2 separate regions of the Drosophila melanogaster genome follow, and region 2 is linked to region 1. Evidence: chromatin contacts called from public Hi-C data. All regions are on one chromosome and are shown on one strand. The core of a region is the stretch at or near the end of the contact, and the rest is flanking DNA. Distances in the headings are between cores, read along the strand shown. Region 1 holds the start of lncRNA:CR43940 (long non-coding RNA:CR43940). Region 2 holds the start of eg (eagle).

The links. Hi-C and Micro-C count contacts between places; a contact is called where the count stands out from the background.
Region 2: a contact with region 1 is called in a Hi-C map of the OSC cell line, with 5 times the contacts expected there. A contact is called at or near these places in 44 of 107 Hi-C or Micro-C datasets (the Clone 8 cell line, the Kc167 cell line, the ML-DmBG3-c2 cell line and 13 more) and 2 of 7 datasets of targeted methods (both in the Kc167 cell line).

The regions. Positions count from the first base shown.
Region 1 is chr3L:21,592,785-21,596,374 of dm6, reverse strand. lncRNA:CR43940 (long non-coding RNA:CR43940) reads right to left here and starts at 1,778. Exons shown (of 1, transcript NR_073967.1): 1 at 915-1,778. All of the region lies in intron 1 of TfAP-2 (Transcription factor AP-2), which reads right to left.
Region 2 is chr3L:21,806,769-21,810,358 of dm6, reverse strand. eg (eagle) reads right to left here and starts at 1,656. Exons shown (of 3, transcript NM_168938.2): 1 at 1,555-1,656.

The DNA.
Region 1 (3,590 bases), core at 529-3,028:
AGGCAAAGCCAAAACCGATACTGATACGGATACTGATACTGATGCACTGCTCGCATTACCAATTAATTCCCAGTCCTCCCCGCAGCACCGGGCATAAATCGTGATGCACAGTGGTCCGTGTGCCCATGGTAAATGCACCCAAGTACACCTCTGTGCAACTACCAACTACCGACCCGCACACCTACACCATTGCAGCCACAATTACATCCACGTCCTCATCCACATCCACATCCCAACCCATACCAGTGCACTCCCGAAAATGGCAGCTTTCTTTGAGCCAGTCATAAGCTGGCTCTTAACCGGGAGGCTCCTAACCCAAGAGCCGAGGAGCTGGGGATCGCAACTGCCCAAGAGTGGAGGACTCGGCCTGAGCACCTCATTTAAGATGCGTCTTAAATGCGATCGCCGGGGGGAAACTCGTGAATGCCGCAGGACTTGCATGACTACTGCCCAGACTTGTGGCTTCGTGGCACTTACTCCGACTTCAAGCGACTCCTTTAGCGGCAAGCCGCTCTTTTTGGTCCGCCTTGCCGGCCGCAGACAAGTGCATTCCATTTCAATCCATTCCACATGCAAATCACAATCAGCTCTCGAGTGGTGATTTTCCGAAAATTTTAACAGACGATGTGCAACCAAAAATGTAATTAGATTGTAGCATGGGAAATAATGTTGAAAGGTATTTACTTTCTTAGGCAATTCAACAAAAATCATCACTTTTAAATCTAGTACTGAGATATATTTACTACAATACAATCTTTTTAAAAACCGTACACTTGAAGATCTAATTACATTTCTGAATTTTTCGAAAGAATTTATGTACATATATGGTGTAACACCACGATCATCTATTGCTTATTCGATTGATCTCCTTCTAAGATTACACACAGACAGAAGTAAGTATATATTCGAATAAGTAGAATATAACCCAAAGATTTATTCTGAATAAGCCCACTAAAAATTCCCCCGCTCACAATGCATCTAGAAAAATGTCTAATTAACGAACGTAACTTTAGAGCAGAAGGCCCTTAAATGGAACAATCCCTCAGAGCGAAAGGAATAGGCACTTCCAGGACAGAGCCTAAGATTTCTAGGGGTTATGGCTAATGGGACTGCTTAGACCTCATGGATTTCTGGACTGGACTTGGGCGGGGGGAGCGGCGTATGCAAATGGAGCCCTTGTGATTGAGTGTTTGTATCTGCAACTACCTCGCCATAATTTTCCGCATTCACTTGGGCTCGGAGTCCAACGCATGTATATGTAGTACGTAGCCCTGCTCGAATACTCGAGTGTGGTAATATTTTGAAACAGCCCCGGGCCATTTCGTTCATATTCGTTAAGTCCTCAGATGCAGGCAGATTCAAATTTCGGGGGAAGCCAAAAGCTGCGGCTGTGGCCCGCTTGCGATACACGAATGCGAATCATCAGCGACATGGTCGTGGCCCATGGCCCATGGCCCATGGTCGCTTCTTCGCTCATTCGCCAGTTCGCCAGTTCGTCCGTTCGCCAGGTCCTCCTTCCTCTTCTTCTGGCCGGTCTTCCAGCAGCAGCAGCGCAGGCCCAGGAAAAGGCTCCTGCTCCGGCTCCTGCAATGTTGCACGACGCCAATAGCCGCGGGGAAGATAAGCGAGTGAGCCGCGCTCGTCGCAGTCCTGGGTTCCTCCAGCCTCCTGTCCTCTACTGCTGCCCAGCTTTTGCCCCTACCTGCACTGGAAAAAAACTGTGACTGGCTAATGCACGACATAACATGAAAAGCGTATATATGTTATGTATACGAACTAACTCAAAATCTATTGTGATAGCCTGAGCGGGACAGTGCACCGCTTATTTCTTTCAGTGTGCCCCAGCTCCGACCGAGGTTCTCTGTGCGGCGGTGTGTGCGTTTTCAGATGCAGTTGCAGCAGGCGGATGGCGAATGGCGGATGGCGGATGTTTGCAGCATATTTCCTACGGCTGTGCTCATGTGCACCTTTAATCCGCTCTGTTTTTCGCAATTCGGCGTACGAGCAGATAGGCGATAGAGCGCGGAGCACCAGGGCGGACCATTTAAATTCGAGGTCAAAGGAAACGCATTTGCAGCTGTGTTTACCCACCGTAGATTGCGATTGCGTACATAAATTGCGAGCATATCGCTCGCCTGCACACACACACACACACTATCGAGTGAAAGGATTATCCTAAGATAGCCCAAAGTTTCAGATACCGATTCTTTATTGATTAAAATAATCTATGCCATTTCGTAATACTTGTAAATTAAATGCATTACATTGAAACCCATCACATTCCTATAAAATAATGGGATTCTGACTGGCTAGAAGTTAAGACCTGAGTATAGAACAATAACTTATTAACTATATCAACTTATTCATCTATAATATACATAATACATATTTTTAGAACCTATGTGTATGCACCCAAGCGATACTCAAACGAGAGATAAGTTTAATGACCCTTGAGCGTTGCGTATAATTATAATCCTATTTCCCCTATGCCATTAGGTGGTTAGGATGTGCGGACAGGAGTCCGGCTGATGCTCCTCCGCCTCCTACTCCTGGTACTTCTCGTCGGAATAAGTGATTCCCTGGCTCCGTAACTCCTTTCACGCGTCACGCACAAGAGGTCGTGAAATGGTCAGCGCCAGTTAATTAGGCAATAAAACATGAATGCCGAATTGCGTGCGGTGCCTTTTTTTAGCTTATAAAAAACGGATTTCTATGTGAGAAAATTATCAGTGCGTTGGAGTCGAACGAAATTGCCACTATTAAATCAAGCGAATCGCCACAACCGAGTGGCATCGCATCAGCATCAGTGGCGCAGACTTTGAGATACTCAGATACTCAGACACACATTCGCATCCAATTTGCGATAAATAACTGCGGAGACGGATTCTCGGTTCTGGATTCTGGATCCTGGATTGTGAGTTCTGGTTTCCAGACTCCGACTTCGAAAATTAAAAGCAAACAGCCAAATAAGAGATGTAAGCATTTGGCCGAGTGCAAGTGGTTGTTAAGGAATATAAATTGGACTATAAAATCATTAAAGCGCTTAATAATGATTAGCTGTCTTTAATTCCTCGCTCGTTTTTACGCTCCCAAAATGGTGTAATTATGCCATCGCGGCGATAAAACAAAACGAAATGAGACCAATATCTGGGGCACAATCTCAGCCACAATGCGATTTATCCTGCAATCCAATAGTGTTATTAAATTAATCAACTCAACTTCAAAGGATTTTGAAATCTAGTTCAAAAAAATCTTGCTACTGTATTCCAAAACTTCATTTCTCAAGCTCCTCTTAAAAATGATTTAGAAACTCCTTCCGCATTAGTCCATTAAAACCTAAGATTTAGGATATAATAATAATAAATGTCAATGTTTGTGTACCTTTAAAAAGTCACTCAAGTAATTTTGCTATCTTACATAAATAAAAGCAAAGTTCTGGTGACACCAACAGAATTTTAAAGATGTTTTTGAACCAGATTTCTAATAATGATATACATTGCCATACTATTTAACTAATGAGTTATTGCTAAAAATATAAACAAATACCAATCATTACCAACGTTTGAAATATGTAATAGTATATTTTGGTG
Region 2 (3,590 bases), core at 407-2,906, 210 kb before region 1:
TTTTGAAGCCGCTACAAAATAGAACAAGAATCAAGAACACAGCCCACTGAACCGAACCCCGGAGCATTGACACAATCTGCAATCCAAATCCAAGTCCAAGCCCTAACCCAAACCCAAACCCAAGCCCAAACCCTTCCTACACCCGAATCGCCTTCCATCTCGCGCACAATTGCCGGTAATATGCTTTATTATTAGCCCTGCCAACCACTGGAGACGGACATTCGCAGTATGCAAATCCACTCAGCAGTCACACGCTCTAGTTTGAATTGTCTGCTTCCGCAATTCTTGATCTGCGATCCTCCATCCTCCATCCTCCATCCTCCATCCTCCATCCTCCATCCTCCATCCTCCATCCTCCATCCTTGATCCTTCTTCCTTCGCGATCGAGGATCCACGATCCAGTCGCTTCAGGCTGCCCCTGGCCCTTTTCTGCTTGATTGCCGACAGCAGTTGGACAATTAAATGTTTGAATATCTCCCATCTTTGTCCATTCGCAGCCCCTATTGTAGAAATTTCTTGACACTTATCGCACAAAAGGCAATAACATTATTAATGAGCATGTCAATGAGCTTCTTTTGTCTTCACCATTACACTTTTTCTGGTTCTCCTTGGTCCTCCTTAGTGGTGTGAGTACGAACTCATGGGAGTTAAGCTTGGTCCTTGATAGCTGGGGATAGTTGGGCCATTTCTTCGCAACAGATTTGTCTTTTTATTGTTGGTTTTTTGTTTTGATTTTAATAGTTTGTACTAAGTATTTCAATTATTGCTAAAAATATTATTAAATTGTATAATTTCAGTCTTTAATTGGTTTGGTTTTTATAATGCAATTGTTTTCGGTATTAATCTTTTATTTGCGATTTATTTTGACTTACAACAACCATCCGACAAATTTATGGAAATTATGCAAAATGGTTTTTATTCAATTAAGCCTTTAATATATATATTGCTTGTATTTATCTATTGTTTTAGCGTTTGAATTATGTGTCCAGCATCTCAACTTGTTGTTGTCTCATTAATTCAATGAATAAATGTTTTATTTATTCTCTTAATATGTTTTGTTTGTCAGCAGGGAGACTTAGCCATTTTTTAATAGCATAAGCTCATATACAACAAAATCTTACCTTTTCCAGATCATATATTTCCACAACAGCATAAATTCGATGTTTTTACCAACTCACTATTTATTTATTTTTTCCTCTTTAGATGTTAATTTTTCCAGTTTTTTTTTTAACTTCACACACTGGGATACGTTTGAATGAAAATCAACTGATTATATCAAACACACTCTTCACATGACACCTTAAATCCGAATTATCGCTGATGATATAGCGACGGCTTTCGAAGGAGATTTCAGCAATCACGTGGCGCACATAGTGCCGAAAAACTTCGCGATCGGTCGGATATAATGCGATTGCGAGAGCGAGAGAACAGCGAAAGCCTGACTGACGGTGCTTGGCAGCGTAGCGTCCATCCGAGACTAAATCGTCGCCGTCGTTCTGAGCGCCAAACAGACTCGAACTGGCAGCGCGGCCCTGGCCTCAAAGATCATCTTACCCCAGCAGCAGCAGCATCTGCAGCGCGGCAGCACGAACAGCAGCACTAACAGCAACAGCAGCGGCAACAAGACAACAAAGCGCACGCGTCGCTAGATTGTGTGCGTGCGTTTGCAACAGTGGCAGGGCACGGCGAAACTTAACTGTTAATCGGCGGCCGTCGCTGCAGGAAATCCTGTTTGGCAAACAGCTGCTGTGGCGAATGGTGCGCGTGCTCCGTTCTGCCGGTTTAACAGCAATGTTATGGCGGTAAGATCTGTTGACTGAACTGTTAACGAAACAAGATTTGTTATTTTCGGGAGAATTTTAAAACAATTATATTAAATATATATTATTAAATAATATATTAAAGATATTATTGACAAGTTAGTACCCTGAAAAAATGCAGTTTTTTGTTTCTACAACGCTAACTGAAATAAGTCAAAACGCATTTATGTATATTAAGAGTGCTAACATTTTTCTCCAAGTGCACCCTGCTACCGACCTCGCTTCGAACATGTTTGCTGTACGTTTCCAGCTCGGTTCGCGACTCTCCGCTCTCCGTAAATGTTAAAGCGTCGCATCTTCTGAGAGCTGAACTGTGGTTGGCTGTTGGCACCGGCACGATCTCCAAGCGTTTCGTTCGTTTCCATTGAATACTGTGTCGATGCGGTTGGCTGTTGGCTGATGTCTTTTTACCCCCGTTTGACTCTACACACGGTACTGTTATCATTTGAGTGTATTGGCCGCGAGAGTGTTGGCCCTGGTTTGCTTCGTTGTGCATGTGCATCCAATTGAACTCGTATTGGACGACTAATGTGGCAAGGAGGTGGGCACTTAATGCCCGGCGATCAGTGTAAACAAACATTGGGAGAAACCAAGAAAACATCAGAGGTTATTTGTGGCTTGACCTGCAAAATGGAGAAAACAAGTTCGCCTCCCTAGTCTTTCGTATATTTAAATATTTTTATGTGAATCTTTGTCGGATTGATAACGATTGGAGATGACCACATGGAAAACATATGCATAGATGTTGGTTTATTCTATCTGGGGGCACTGCAGAATTCTTTTAGGTTGAATACAAAATTCTGCCACTAATGGTATATATAAAGCTATATTCTTGTGAGCGTAAATAAAATAAAAGTTGCATGAGATTGTTTAACAAGGAATCAATTTTATTAGGGCTAAATGGTATCCATTTAAATACATTCGATACGGTACTTCAACAACAATTGCAAAATAATCAATGCTAGTTCTGTGCTGCTTAAATCGGATTGCCACCAGGCGCAAAATTGCCAGTGGAACAATCAACGCGTTTCCATATGTCTAATTGAATTCTCCTGTCATAAGCATGATCAGATGACTGCCTTCGTGCGCCGAGATGCCCACTAAAGTGATCCCCGGGCATTTGACCAGTCGTTGTCTGTCCCTCCATCTCAACTCATCTCAGCTCAGACTTAGACTCAGGCTCAGGCTCAGGCTCAGACTCCCGGCTTCTGTCACTTGGTGATGATGATGATTTCATTTTAATAACACCACTGGACGGAAGAAGAGTGCCACGGCGGAGATCGTTTAATACTCTGCATTCGCCGCGGCCGTGTCAACACCACTTGACGGAGTAACAAGGAAGCGCAACACTCTAAAACGACGTGTAATTTATCACAGCCAAAAGCATTTAGCCATGAACTGGAACGGAGACTCCGATTGCGACTGCAACTGAATCTGGCTAGTTTCTTGGAGTAGTTTCCTCTGGCTCTGCCTGTCAGTATAGTTGTCGTCATAATCTGCCAAGTGGCGATGCAGCTCCTGGAGCTGCTGCGGTGCAATTTGGTCGTCATATTAAAATTTCTTCAGCTCGTGGGCAATCTGAAATTTTCCCTCCGCTCTCTCCAAATTTTTAATTAAGTTTGGGCCTTGGCAACGGGCGCATGCGTATCTCGCCTGCTTGCGTGCTCATCTCTCAACTCGGTGATGAGTTGGGGCATTAGCTTAGATGGCTGCCCATATTTATTAGAGCGCAATCTGCCTCAAATTGTGGCCACTTGAAGCGATACGGAG